2 separate regions of the Triticum aestivum genome follow, and region 2 is linked to region 1. Evidence: chromatin contacts called from public Hi-C data. All regions are on one chromosome and are shown on one strand. Each heading gives the region's core, a stretch centred on a gene start, on an enhancer-like site or on the middle of the called end of the contact. The rest is flanking DNA. Distances are from core to core; before and after follow the strand shown. Region 1 holds the start of LOC123079264 (glutathione S-transferase 1). Region 2 holds the start of LOC123074785 (lamin-like protein).

Region 1 (7,504 bases), core at 152-2,651:
ACTGGGCAAACGAGATGGTGGGATGCAGGCGTGGCTATCTTTGCTGGGTGTCACCATAATTGGAGTGACATGTATCTAATAAACCCGTAGTTTCAACCATGGGGAAGATCAAATTTGAATATTGTTATTGTTCGGCTAATCAAGCGACACATGCGATAGCTAATTACAGTTTTTGTAATCACTTTTCTAGTGTTTGGACAAATGAGCCACCAGATTGTCTTGGTTAGTAAGTTCATAGACAGTATTTTTATCGTGTGATTAATAAAGCTAGTCATGATGGTCTTTTCTAAAAAAAACCTCTTGTCACATTACTGCCGACACACCTGAGGAACACACCTCCACCCACCATGCAGGCCATGCTCCCGGACTTCTTCGTTGAACCGATGACACTCATGCCGTCAGTATGACCACGCGTTGTTGACATGTCGCACCGTCGGAGCAAGGCACCACACCGATCAACACGTGGTTGTATCGATACTCGCCCTTAAAAGAGGATGACATGTATTGATACTCGCCCTTACAAGAGGAAAAGACCGAACGATAGGTGAACGAGATGCTAGGCACCAGGGTGATCGTGCACATCATGAGCCCATACCCTGCTCTGTTTCTCCCGGTGATAAAGAAGGATCCGCAGCTTGAACACTGTCTCACATTGAAGAACAAGTTTCCCCTTCAAGAAGAAGGCCGATCTCCATCCCATGCTGGCGTACAAGTACTTCGGGTCATTCGCGGTCGAAGAGCGTGTCAGAACGATGGCCTACCGCCTGAAGCTTCCACAAGGCAACTGCATCCACCCTGTCTTCCACGTCTCACGGCTCAAGTCCTTCATCCATCACTGTGCGCCAGTGTTTTCGGAGCTGCTGCGCATTCTCGACCTCGCTGACACCAGTCGCCACCTGGACCGCCGCATGACGAAAGAAGAACAACGCTCCGGTCGTCCAACTTCGGCGCTGTTCGGTATCGCTCCGCTCCACAACTCCGAGAGTGGAGTTGGCGGAGCTGCAGTTCAAAATGGCGGAGTTGCAGTTCCCCGCTCCGCAGATTCCGGGAGCGGGTGATTACAGAACAGGGCCTTCGTCTTCAATGGGATACGCTGCCAGCTGACACCGCAACATGGGAAGACTATGACATGCTCCGACGGCGGCCATCTTGAACGGGGGATTCCTCTTAAGGAGGGGCAACTGTCACGCCTGCAGTGCAGAGTACCGAACCTGCAGCGGACTTAAGATTGCAAGGGAGCTGCCTCTTGCGGCCGTGGGCCGTCGGGCTTGTAACGAGGGACCGAGAGTGGCCCAATGGGGGATCGGCCTAGTGCGTGGCTGTGTTCTTCTCAAAAAAGAAAAAAGGAAGAAGAAAAAGTGTGTGGCTGTGTTGTAAACTGTAAAGTGTAAACCTTGAGGTTTAAAAAGAAATGAGAAGCGTGTGCTCTCCTCTCACCTCCGCCGTCTCCTCCCTCAGCTGCTCTCCTCTCCTCTCACCTACCCTCCAGATCGGGTCGTAACTCGTAACAGGGATCAGGGTGGCCATGGCTCCGGTGAAGCTGTACGGCATGACCATGTCGTGGAACGTGACGAGGTGCGTGGCGGCCCTGGAGGAGGCCGGCGTCGAGTACGACGTCGTGCCCATCGACTTCGGCGCCGGCGAGCACAAGACCCCCGACCACCTCGCCAGGAACGTACGTATGCTTACCGCCTTCAGTTTGCAATGCCCTCCATATATGCTTCTACTCTAGTCTCAAAAGGGTTTCCGGTGCGTTTCCGGTGCACTTGACTGAAACCCATGCCTGCTTGGTGTTCTTATGAAGCCCTGACTAAAATTTCAGAAACGAACACATGCAACATATGATCTCAGCAGGAGACCTAATCAACTGGTCATCAAAACAAGCGTTAGTTCCTAAGGGTCCATAGTGGTACTATTCGAAATTTCAGACTTGGCTTCTAAGCATTTTTTGCCTTTTGAGCAGATCTTTCCACACTCTGCTTTGTCGATCCCTTTAGTAGCTACAGTTTTGTTGAATGCGCAATTAGCCATAAATTTGAATGTCGAAGTATCTATGCATACAATTAGTCTGCTACTACGGGGTATGTTTAGCGGCTGTCTGTTCACCGGTGGTTCTATACTAAAAGAAGCATGTACAAGAAAATGGAAATGTTTGCATGTTATCTTGTTCATATAGGTTTGACCAACCGATCTTAGTGTTATGTAACTGTGGCATTTGATGATTCCTGTTTTTTAGAGGTGTGACATCCGATTGACAAAAACCTCACTGTCTTCATATGGTCCTCTGCAGCCCTTTGGTCAGATGCCGGTTTTGCAGGATGGCGACTTCTACGTCTGGGGTATGATGCTAACTCTTGGAGATGTGTCTCTTTTCCATCCATTGTGAATATAAACTTAAAAGGGACAAGATGCTCTAAGCATTATTGTTGCTTTGCTGTTGATGTTGCTGCCTTATTTCCCAAAAGTGTGTCTAAGTTGGCATTTCCAGTTTTCCACCTTCGTTGAAATATAATGGTACCTAAGCTGTCAGTCTAAGATAGCGTGATGCAAAAAAGTATCAATTATGTATAAATTGTCAGCTGTTACTATATTAGGAGCCCCCCTCTTGTTTTCCTTTTCGATTTTATTATTTGTATGTTTTCCTTGATGTTGTAGTCACTTTGGCAGCAGGCTCCCATTGTTTCATCAAAAGAAAAAAAAGGAGTACAAATTTTGGGACTTGGTTGCTATGTGAAACAATATTTCCACTAGGCAAATAATGAAATGTTTTTCTCATTATAGAAACCAAATTAATCGCGGAGGACCAAATCATAGGGAAGTACAACACAACATCATTTCTATGAAAGGGACGTGGTCGTTCTTGGATAAACGATGACCCACAATCTTATTAGAATGAAATGGCATTTGCTACGTACTGAATTGCCATCAACCTATTCTAGTATGCTCAAAACATCAGCTTAACCAGAAAAGAGAAGAAAAATCACATGTCTTAGTTATCCAGGATTCGAGGCAAATGCATATACTTATGTTTGCTTTAGAACAATTTATGTTAGAATCGCGTTACTACCGTTGCTGATTATCACAACTCTGATTATGTTTTTTCTTTTCTTGTTAGAATCGCGTGCTATTTGCAAGTACACATGCCGCAAGAACAAACCGGAGCTGTTGAAGCAGGGCAACCTCAAGGAATCGGCAATGGTAGATGTGTGGCTCGAGGTGGAGGCCCATCAGTACACCGCCGCACTGGAGCCCGTTATCCTCGAGTGCCTCATCCGTCCTATGTTCGGGCGAGCCACTGACCAGAAAATTGTTGAGGATAACCTTGTGAAACTGAAGAAGGTGCTGGAGGTGTACGAGGCGCGACTGAGCAAGTGCAAGTACCTGGCTGGAGACTTCCTCAGCCTCGCGGACCTTAACCATGTGTCTGCTACCGCATGTCTGGCGACTACACCCTATGCTTCTTTGTTCGACGCGTATCCGCATGTGAAAGCCTGGTGGTCTGGCCTGATGGCGAGGCCGTCCGTCCAGAAGATCACTGCACTAAAGAAGCCGTATTTTCAGAATAGTGTCTAGCACAGTTTTCGCCGCGGCCCACGAAATAAGCCGGGCTGTCTCCCGACGTTTGTCGTGTCCAGGCGCGCGTTGTTGTAATAATTAGACAACACCCCACGCGTTGCTGTGAGACTTTTTAGCAATAAACTGTGAAATGATTTATTGCTAAAAGATAAAAAATAAAATCTATGATGTGGAGGGTTTGCATGTGTTTGATGATGGGGAGGTTTTGCATGTGTTAAAAAAAGATTGCATATGATTGATGATATGGAGGCTTGCATGTGCTAGAATGAAAACCAGAACAACGGCGCAAGCGCCAAGAGAATCTTCAGTTTCTCTCTTTCCAAATGTTTCACATGATATACATCGCAACAATAGTCTTCCATTTTCTCTCCTTGGATTTTGCCTTTTTTCTGTTAGATCAGTCCACCAACCTCCCAACAGGCGTGTTGTGTTCAGGTAATCTGCCTCTTGCCTCCACCCTACGATAAAACATCATGCTAAAAATTAAGACTTTCTGAGTATGTGCAAGATATATTGACCCTTTCTCATCTTCACGAAATAATCTATCAACCACACAATCATATGATTGACATATGTTTGCCATGAACATTCCCACACTTGGCATCAAGTAAATGCGCGGCGAAGAGACTTGACACCATAACAAGGCATGGGCTCTTTGGCATGAGGTTTGACACCATAACAAGGCATGAGGTTTAACGTCCAGTTGATGCGTGATATGAAGAGAGGTTTGACACCATAACAAGGCATGAGCTCGTTGTTGTGTCGAGATGGCATAGCAAGGAATGAGAGGCCAGGACGATGTGTGAGCTCTAGATCAAGGCGATGTGCGAGCTCAATGGACGGGGTGAGGGGGAGGGGGCGGCCCCGTGTCTCCGCCCTCTGATAAAGCATCAGGGGTATAAAGTCAGACCTACCGAGTATGTGCAAGAAATATTGTCCCTTTTTTCCTCCACCAAGGAATCTACCAACCATACCATCATATGATTGATACAGCTTTGCCATGAGCATCCCTACACTTGACATTGGGTTGACACATGATGAAGAGGCTTGACACCGTAACAAGGCATGTGCTATTTGTGGCGTCGAGGTGTTGACATGGCATACAAGGAATGCTTGAGGCCGGGACGAGGTGTGAGCTCTAGATTAGGGCGATGCATGAGCTCAATGGAGGGGGGGTTGCCCCTGGCTCCACCCTCTAATAGTAAAGCATTGGAGGTATAAATTCATATCTACCGAGTCCGACTATATGTAAGATATATTGTCTCTTTTTCTTTCTGACAAAAGAACGTATCTATCATACCTTCATAGTATGATTGATATATAGCTTTGCCATTTCTTCTTTTTCCACGGAAAAGAATACAAGGGGCCTCTGGGTCTGGTAAGCACTACCACTACGAAAAAAGAACAGCACAGCACATGCCACAGAGCTCACACACAACTTTGCAACCTTCCTTGCCTTTACTTTGGGCGACGGTGGCTCGCATACCCGGCCTAGCTAGAACATCCCGCAGGATCAACTGCCAGGTGTCCCGTGTGACATGGCTCGCGATCGAGCGCAAACCTTCGCGCCTAAGAAACATGCATGGCAGCTCGGCCCAAAGTCGACACCCAGCGGAATGGTCGGAAAGAGCGGAAAGGAGAGGAGAGGAAAAGGACGTGGCCGCCCGGCTGCCGATATAAAGCACATGGCCGAAGGAAAGCTCACCCCGCACTACTTCTCTGGCGTACGTAGCGCGGCCACACACACACACCAGCAGCTATCGTCGTCGAACACTGGAGCCAGCCAGCAGAAGAGAGCGCGCACTAGCTCCAACCTCCACGAACACTTCGCCGATCGTTATGATGGCGAGTCCGGCGTTCTTGCTGCTGCTCTTGCTGGCCGTGTCGATCAGGGGATCAGGTGAGTGAGATATACTTACGTGGATTTCGCCGTTGTGGCGCGGTGGTGAGTGGCTGCATGTATGTGACGCCGGTTGTGTCGTGTGTGTGTGTGTGTGTGTGTGTTTCCGGCCCGTGCAGAGGCGGAGTGGTGCGTGTGCAGGTCGGACGCGAACGAGACGGCGCTGCAGGAGACGCTGGACTACGCGTGCGGGCAGGGCGCGGACTGCGCGCCGGTGGCCACGGGAGGGAGCTGCCACAGCCCCGACTCGGTGGTGGCGCACTGCTCCTACGCGGTCAACAGCTACTACCAGAGGAGCAGCCAGACCAAGGGCGCCACCTGCGACTTCGGCGGCACCGCCACCCTCTCCTCCGCCGACCCCAGTACGTACCGTGCCTTCTCACCCTGTCACTCGTGACTCCATCCATCAGCATGTTGGTTTCTTGTTCTATCGATCTCACCATGCATGTGTGTTCATAACGTCTGCAGGCTCGGGAACCTGCAAGTACCCTGCAACCGCAAGGTAATAATCCCTTGTACCCGGGCAAATCATAACGAGTACTGTAGTACTTACCAAACATTTATCATTGCATGATGAGCTGACGTATTTTCCCTATGTAAATTGCACAGTGCGGCTGGGACGAGCACCGGGAACGGCACAGGGACAGGCTCCGGCGCCGGCACCAACTCGTCTTCCCCGGGCTCGACGAACCCAGCTACGCCCGGCATGGGAGGGAGCTTCACCACGCCGATCGGCAGCGCGTCCGGCCCTACGGCGAGCATCATAGGCCCCGAGAGCAGCGGTGTCGCTGCCGCTGCGGCCGCTTTCGCTGGCGTCCGTGGCCTCGTCGGCGTCGCCGTGGCCTCCGTCCTCGCTTTCTAGGTGCGGTGTTGATCATGAAGCAGCGAGAAACGTAGTGCATTCTTTTTAATCATCTCCAATTCCTAGTGCGTTGTTGCTTTGGTGGAGACGTGCTGTCGTTCTGCTTTAGTGTTTGTCTGTGTACGCCTTTAATGCTCTTTTAGTCCATGTATATGGAGTTTAATTTCTTTGCCTCATGTCGATGTCGTATTTGTGTCCCGTGAAACAATTTGCATCATGGATGTGATGTTACTGCATTTTTTGCCTGGCGGATGATGTTATTGTGCCATTTTTTTAAACCAAGCTCACTTTATATATCCAAAACGGGGTTTGCTAAGATTGAAACTTAATCAAGTCCTAGTCGAGGTGGTGCACGAACCAGACATGATGTCCAAAATTACTCCGAGCATCTCCATTGAAAGGCCTTGTGTAGGCGCTTAAAGAGGAAAAGATAAATATTTAAAGAAAAGAACTGCGAAGCGCCTATTAACCCAACGCTGAGCGCTGTACATGCCCTTAGGCGCTAAACTAGCCACTGATCAATCACTGCACACACACACGGTTTCTACAGGCACGAAGAAAAAAAATGTTAAGCGGCCGCCTCCACATGTTGCATCGATGCCTTGGTAGGCGTCAGGATTAGTTAGCTTAGCTACCGACCAGCATGAAGGAAATAAATCGTAGCGTTCACCCCTAGCGTCCTATGTTGTACGTGCCTCAAGGACCTATTCAAAGAAATTCTAGTTGACGGGATGGTTTGTGCATTCCGAATTCCATGCTCCATCATATGGCATTCAGATCAAATCATGAGGGCAAAACACAAGATTTCAGTCAAGAGAGTTGTTTTTCTAAGCCCAAGCACATTGTAGCCCTTATCCTCATCCTCCAACATTGCTTTAAAATATGTGCTAGTTAACTAACTTACTATATGAATGTTTATTCCTTTTGTTTTTCTCAAATAAAATAATATTTAGAGAAACAAAAAAGACAAAAGCTCATGAACGGACCGTGATGCAGAAAATAGGTGGCTAGATAAGGGGGTTTCCGTGTTCCTGGGTTCTACCACACCTTTCCCTTAAATCAAAGAAGACAAGTGCTAGGGTACGATCCGAAGGAGTAAGCAGAGGCACCACAAACATATGCAAGCTAAGTTAGTCCAAGTGGATTTGGCCCACACCTTAGATGTT
Region 2 (7,240 bases), core at 3,341-5,840, 270 kb before region 1:
AACTAAGGCCTGCTTGTATTGTCTTAGTGACTAAGGCTCACCTAATTGTGGTGAGACTTTCTGCAAACGTATGTGCAAGTGCAACCTTGAGCAGAGCATTGAATTATAGCACTATGAATGGATTGACCTGGTTCTGATAACTCTGACTTATAGCTATGATGCTTCTGCACAAAATTGTTTTTTGTTATACTGCAAGGAACTGATAATAATTTTTCTTAATGGCACTTCTTCTAGGGTGGAGAAACAGAGGATAGATCAAAGTCAAATACTGACTTTGGACAGTATCAGAACCTCGTTGATTAGACTAGAAGACAGCATCATATTCGGTCTCTTGGAGAGAGCACAGTATTGTTACAATGCTGATACATATGATAGCGATTCTTTCCATGTGGATGGATTTGGTGGCTCTTTGGTTGAATTCATGGTTAGAGAAACTGAAAAGCTACATGCAAAGGTGGAGCATCCTTGCAATTAGAAATATAATTGATCATGGCATTGCCTGGAAAATACATATGCTGATCTTTCTTATGTAGGTTGGGAGATACAAGAGCCCAGATGAGCACCCATTCTTTCCAGAAGATCTGCCTGAGACACTGTTGCCGCCTATCCAGTATCCAACGGTAATGCACATTTCAAGTTTTTTTTGGGTGCCCTTGTAGGCCTGTAGATATCTTTTTGTCAATGTAGGAAAACATGGTCCTGCAATTGCCAACTAACATATCAGGGTTTTGACATCGGTGCATGAACGATTGAACAATACTGTGCTTCTGTTTTCCATTGTTACTTGTTAGCAACTAGCATTCATTTCAGTTTCATTAGAAGCTCTGATTATCCATCTGGAGCCTGAAAATCTGTCGATATTGATTGTGGAATACTATCATCTATTGAAAGACTCATATTTCTAGTAGATTACTGTGTTGTTCTTGTTGATGCAATTTTGGATGGATTCTTATGTTGTCTTTATTATTTTCATAGGTTCTGCATCCTATTGCTGATTCCATTAATATCAACAAAGAGATTTGGAAAATGTACTTTGATGAAGTTCTTCCAAGGCTAGTGAAGGAAGGAAGTGATGGAAATTCTGGATCCAGTGCTCTTTGCGACACGACCTGCTTGCAGGTACTAACTAGATCAATACTGCTGGTCTTTGAGTCGAACAGCTAATTGTTGTAAATCATTTTTACTATGCCACAACTTTCATTCACTGAAAATAAGCCTTGTCACTACCAATGTTTGCAAGATTTTGTGCTGTCATAATTTTATTGTATCTCATTTCCATATGACTAAGCTGAGGTTCACTAGAGGTTCCTGCAACTAAGCATTTCTTTGTGAAGTACATTTTGCTCATCTGTCTTTTCCACCACTGTTCTGTAATTCAGGCACTCTCTAAGAGAATCCACTATGGAAAGTTTGTGGCAGAGGCCAAGTTTCAAGAGTCCCCTGAAGATTACACTCCTGCAATAAAAGCTCAGGTCAGTGCTCTATGTTACAATGAGGGGTAACGCTGTCATACTTCTCTTCCGCTTACATTGTTTCAAATGGACTGCAATTTGATCCCATTGTGGAAACAACCAATTTGTCGGGCGGCCATTGCAGGACGGCGCTCAACTAATGCAGCTCCTCACCTACGAGACGGTTGAGCGTGCCATCGAACATCGGGTGGAAACCAAGGCCAAGATATTTGGACAGGAGGTGAACATAGGAGCTGAAGCCAAGGGCATGGCGCCTGTGTACAAGATCAGGCCCAGCCTGGTCGCTGGACTGTACGGCAACAGGATCATGCCGCTAACCAAGGACGTCCAGGTAGCATACTTGCTAAGGAGGCTGGACTGAGCGCTCACAAATGTGCAGTGCAGTGCCTGCTCTGTCGTCCGATTTTCTCGCGTCATCAAAGAATAAACGGGGCAGGAAACGGCCATAGGCACATTCATATTGGGACTCAACTTGGAAGAACATATTTGAGACGTTTATTGTTTCATCTATATAGATTTTTGTATCACAAGAGCAAGAGGAGCCACCGTGCGGTGGGACTGTGGCATATGATCATTTCTATTGCTGTTGGTGTTTTGCAAAGCTTTGAATCTTAGAGCAGCTCTTGCTGATTCTGTAAAACCTCAGCCTGTATAATGGTTTTAAGGACGATCGGTCAAGTTTGTAGAGAGGTTGGCGGCAAAATCAGTTTATTTTTTTATTTTTGAGTTGAGCGAAATCAAATTCAGCATAACATGTTCTGCCTACTTTGCCTGCGGTGTGGGACCCACCTGGTGGGGGTTAGAGAGCTGGGCGGCAGCGCAAGTGAGCATGGAGGTTTTACGGAGTGTTTGTGACTTGTTAGCATTTTTGCTCTAAGTTGTCTTTGTGACTCTAAATATGTAGGCCGGAGGTGAAGGAGGCATATGGAACACCCTCCAAAATACTCCCTCCGTTCCTAAATGTAAGTCTTAGAGATTTCACTATGGACCACATACGGAGCAAAATGAGTGAATCTATACTCTAAAATACATCTATATACATCCGTATGTGGTCCATAGTGAAATCTCTACAAAGATTTATATTTAGGAACGGAGGAAGTATATAGCAATGAAGATGTATCTAGTGAATCCCATAGGGCTGATTTTTGCAGTATGCTCCATATCAGTGGTTATTATCGAGTATCGAGTCTGGGTAATTTCAAGAAATCTGTTCTTTTAAGGGAATTTTGGCGAATATGCTAGTTTTGTTAGGACTTCCGCGTGTTTCATCAATCACAAATATAGTGATACGCCCACACACGGAACTGGCCAGAAAGACCGAGGGAGAACATGTGTTTGCAGAATTTTGCGCAAAACCCCTCCAAAAAAATAAAATTACATTCAAGACCATAGAATTTCTCTCAACTACCATCATTGCCGCTAACCGTCGCCGAATTCAAAGAAAAACCATAGACCAGAAGGGTGTTGTGAGCTGATGAAGAAGCCTGCCGAGCGCAAGGCCTTTATCATTGTGGCGTGTCGGCGGGGATCATCCACATCCTAGTCAAATTTTGGAGCTAATGTTAGCCGTCGATGTCGTCGAGGCCAAGCACCAGATCCGCCGCAATCAAGACTAGTGTGGATTATTAAACATTAAACCTCCGAGTTTTGGCACAACATCGGTCCTATATGTGCGTCTTTGGAACCGATGCACGAGGGAGGCTGCGTTGATTTGCAAAGGGAAGGGGGGATATGCTAGTGTTGCTCTCAGAGGTGCTGCAATCGTTTTTTATTAAAGAAACAACAACTTTACTGATTAGAAACAATGATTACATCATCTAAGAAGAGGTACAATATTTATTATAGGCTCCTCGAACCAATCTCTTGTCAGTGAACATTTTGCTAGTCTAACAAGCTCATGAGCTACTTTATTTGCTTACCTATTACAATGTTCAAAACTAGTAAGAGAAAAATCACAAGCCATAAAATAGCAATCATAAAAAACTGTCGCCGTCCTGCAAAATGTCCTTCGTTCTTCATTTTGTCGATGACTTCCATGTTATCAGAGTTGATAACGAGAATATTGCAGCCCGCCTTTTGTGCCAGCAATAAACCAAACCTAAGCGCTAATGCTTCCGCTGTCAGAACATCAGTACACCACTCAATCTTTCAATTTCCGCCAACAATGAAATTTTCTTTGTTATCCCTGAGGGCAGCACCCGTTGTGCCTCTTAGCAAATCATGATCAAAAGAAGTATCCACATTTAGCTTAACAAATCCCATAGGAAAGTCTACCCCATCCTTCAATTTTTCTACTTGCATTAGGTGAGTGGGCATTTACATAGTTTCCTATTATAGCACGGATCCCATGAACGTTTGGTACGCCTCTTGAGACTTTTCCTCATGAACCAGCTCGCGTCTATTCCATCATAAATACCACACAGTTATAGCTATCAGCTCCCGTGCATTCTGGACGCCCAATATAGAAAGAGGCCTAGAGCGAACGTGTTTCAGTTGGTGCTCTTTAGAAAAGAAAAAAACAAGCCTTCCGTTGCTTCACCGCAGCGTTGGGCCGCCGGTATCAGGCCCCTTTGCAAAGCCTACGGCCATGTCCATCCATCGGCTCCTCTTCATCCTTCAACAAGGTGCCGTTCGCTTCGGCACAACTGCAAACAAACGGTAGAAATTTTAATAAAAGGCCCCGTGTAGCAGTCACCGCAAAGTCCATTCTACCGGAGACGAACTCCTCCAGCTACGTCTCCGCTGCCGCGTCGTGCGCCATGGACGAGACTTGCCTGCTCCCTTCCCATGCTCCCATCCGTGCTCCCGCATACGTGGCTTGATTTGATTGGAAAAAAATAAGGCCCGGCCCCACCCCTGAAAATCAGGGGGGGAGATGATTAGATTAGAAAAGAAAAAAGGAAAAGAACAGCCGTAGGATAAAGTGGGAGCACGGATGGGAGCATGGAGAGGGAGCAGGCAAGCCGGATCCGTGCGCCATGCGCTCTCACCGCGCAGGACGGTGTACCCCGCGGCCGCAACACACGCGTGTAATGTGCCATATGTTTGTTACCGTGTGCTGGCCGCTTGTTCGCGAATTCCCGGCCCGGTCCACGCGGCTCCATAAATACCCTCCCGGCTTCACGCATTCCACCCCTTCCTCCTCCGCCTCCAAAAAATGGCCGTCACGCCCAATCTCCCCCTCCTCCTCCTCGCGACGTTCCTCCTCCTCGCGGCGGCGCCGCTCCCCTCCGCCGCGGAGAAGTTCGTCGTCGGCGACAAGAAGAACTGGGCCCCCAACGTCAACTACACCACCTGGCCCGACCAGTACCACTTCCACGTCGGCGACTGGCTCCGTAAGCACCCCTCTCCTCCTCCATACTTTCCACCGTCTTCTCGATCGATCGATCTACCATTTCCCGTCCCGGCCAACTGATCCGATCGTGCACATACGCGCGTATGCTGCTGCAGAGTTCAACTACGCCAAGGGCATGTACGACGTGGTGCAGGTGGCGAACCAGACGGCGTACGACAAGTGCGACCCGAGCAACCCCCTCGTCAGCTACGACCGCGGCCGCGGCTTCGTGTTCCAGCTCAACTACACGGGCCGCTACTACTTCATCTGCAGCCGCGGCTACTGCTGGAGCGGCATGAAGGTCACCGTGCTCGTCGAGGACAGCCCCGCGCAGCCGCCGCACGCCGCGGCGCCGTCGCCCAACGCGGCCGCGCGCCACGGCGTCGTCTCGTGGGCCGTCGCCGCCGCCGCGGCCTCGCTCTGCGCGGCGGTTCTGGGTTTGCCGTTTGCGGTGTGAGCGTGACCGTGTGTGAGCGGAGAGGGAAGGGACCAATGGGTCTTTTCGAGTATGGGCCGTCCAGGCCTTTAGCGCCACTGTGTGGCCGTGTATGGAAGGTACTTACTGATAAAGAAAGCGTGCTTTGGAAGTTTGCGTATTTCCTGCAAGTTTTGTTCCGGCATTTTGGTAATGATGCGCACACGCAAGTGCTGAGACAAATATAGCACAGGCTGCAAATCGTGAACAAGAAGAAGAAAAGATTATAAGCATTTTTTTTTTGAGAAAAGAAGTTCCCTCAGGTTTGTGATAACTGATGGAAATGTGTTAGTGTCTTAAAGGGACTGGCGAAAAAAGTGAGATTGGTGGTGCTCATAACTCTTTACAATCTGTGCGGTGTGAGTAAACTTCACCCAAAAAACAATACAGTAATCACCCGCAAAACAAAAAACAATACAGTAATCGTGAAGCAAATGGCAAGAGACACGAGGCACGATGTGAGCGAACCCTCCTGCGGTTGATTTTAGATTTTCTTTTTGAGGCAAGGTTTATTTTAGATACTAGCAGGAATTTGACAGCTCGAGTGACACGAGAACCCAAGTGCGGCAGTCTTGTCACTTTTCCTAATGCCGTGCTCTGTTTGCTCGTCATTTCATTTCCTAATTCTTCGTGTTGGCTATCTATGGAAGGTATTAATTGTGAGATTACATTTATGTGCGTGTCTTCTCCCTGCATCGACACCCTCAAAACCTCATTTTCTTAAAAATTTCATTAAAAACATTTCTGTGTCCCAGGAGGAAGGAAACATATCTCTATCTCTATACTCTAAAAAATGAACAATAGATCTGTTGCTTTTGCACATGGAGCAAAAGTTTGGCTTTTTCCAAGAAATTTTACAAGCACAGAAAGGATTTTTCTTTTCTTTTTTGAGACGAGTCCAGAAAGGAATTGGTCATGTACGTACGTAATGTTTTCTCAGAATTTTTTGCCATTCGTGACATTACATTTTCCTGGGTGCACCTTTGAATTTCTTGGTCAGTAAATAGAAAAATTGTCTAAAGGAACCCTAGGTATATTTAGTTACTTTTAAATCCTTTTGCGACTACCCATGGGTACATATTGACACCTGCAGAAACCAGGGATTTGAAGCACTGATTTAGCATGCACCATTATCAGGTCGAATACCCATGGTAACGAAAACCCTAACATTTCAGAACCATATAAACTACTGCTGGAACACAGGGAAATTCATCTCAAGGTATTTCTGATACTAAATGTGAGAAATACTAGTGCAAAGTAATTCAAAATGCCATTGAGTAATGGTGAGCCTTTTTTTTGTCACCAAAAGGACAGAACCTAACATAAGCCTAAAATAATATAACTGAACCCTGCCAGCATTGTTGTTGAAAAGAGAGCATCTAATAAGAACACCTCTGGAAAACTAAAAAGGTTTACCAAGCACCAACGCCCTGGATGTTGCTGGTCAATTAGGTCATTGGAGAGTGAAGGAACTAATTTTCTGACCTATAAAATTTCCTCGAGACAAAAGGATAAAACCCAAAAATGCACTCTAGGCAATACCAGGGCAATCAGAGAGTGCCTGAAGGGAACATAGCCTAGTCCAGCTGCTTTCAACTGAGGTTAGAGATCAGTAGGGAATGGCGACAGAAAGAGGAGAATGTAATTAATATAGCAGTAGGTGATGACAGATGAGCTATGGGCCAATGAGTGAGAGTGCTCAAGACATCATGCTGGAATCCTTGATAATTTCGTATAGTGAGATCACAATCTCAATAGCCAGCAGAATTATGACACCCCACTCCAGAAAATTCGATCGTCTATTTTGGAGCACTTCTTGAAGAAAATGAACATTGTGCTGTTACCAACAATAAATTGTAAGTGAAAATGAGAAATAGGATGGATGAAATCGGCTATTGCACTAAAGAAGAACAAACACAATACCTCCACAAATTTCAGCTTGAAGTCTAGGCTTCCAAA

The links. A called contact is a pair of places that touch in the nucleus more often than the background predicts.
Region 2: a Hi-C map of leaf shows a contact between it and region 1, with 7 times the contacts expected there. The contact joins the promoter of LOC123074785 here to the promoter of LOC123079264 in region 1. A contact is called at or near these places in 2 of 5 Hi-C or Micro-C datasets (both in leaf).

The regions. Positions count from the first base shown.
Region 1 is chr3D:415,790,920-415,798,423 of IWGSC CS RefSeq v2.1, reverse strand. LOC123079264 (glutathione S-transferase 1) reads left to right here and starts at 1,401. Exons shown (of 3, transcript XM_044501996.1): 1 at 1,401-1,675; 2 at 2,291-2,339; 3 at 3,116-3,771. The coding sequence starts at 1,526. The coding sequence ends at 3,573. It overlaps LOC123074784 (PLASMODESMATA CALLOSE-BINDING PROTEIN 3), which reads left to right and starts at 5,265. Exons shown (of 4, transcript XM_044497536.1): 1 at 5,265-5,476; 2 at 5,596-5,838; 3 at 5,945-5,978; 4 at 6,086-6,574. The coding sequence starts at 5,416. The coding sequence ends at 6,338.
Region 2 is chr3D:416,060,743-416,067,982 of IWGSC CS RefSeq v2.1, reverse strand. It overlaps LOC123074785 (lamin-like protein), which reads left to right and starts at 4,590. Exons shown (of 2, transcript XM_044497537.1): 1 at 4,590-4,807; 2 at 4,923-5,402. The coding sequence starts at 4,630. The coding sequence ends at 5,263. LOC123079266 (protein RETARDED ROOT GROWTH, mitochondrial) reads right to left here. Exons shown (of 7, transcript XM_044502000.1): 6 at 7,205-7,240; 7 at 6,533-7,118. The coding sequence ends at 6,981. LOC123079267 (chorismate mutase 1, chloroplastic) reads left to right here. Exons shown (of 6, transcript XM_044502001.1): 2 at 235-454; 3 at 534-620; 4 at 976-1,119; 5 at 1,380-1,472; 6 at 1,597-2,150. The coding sequence ends at 1,833.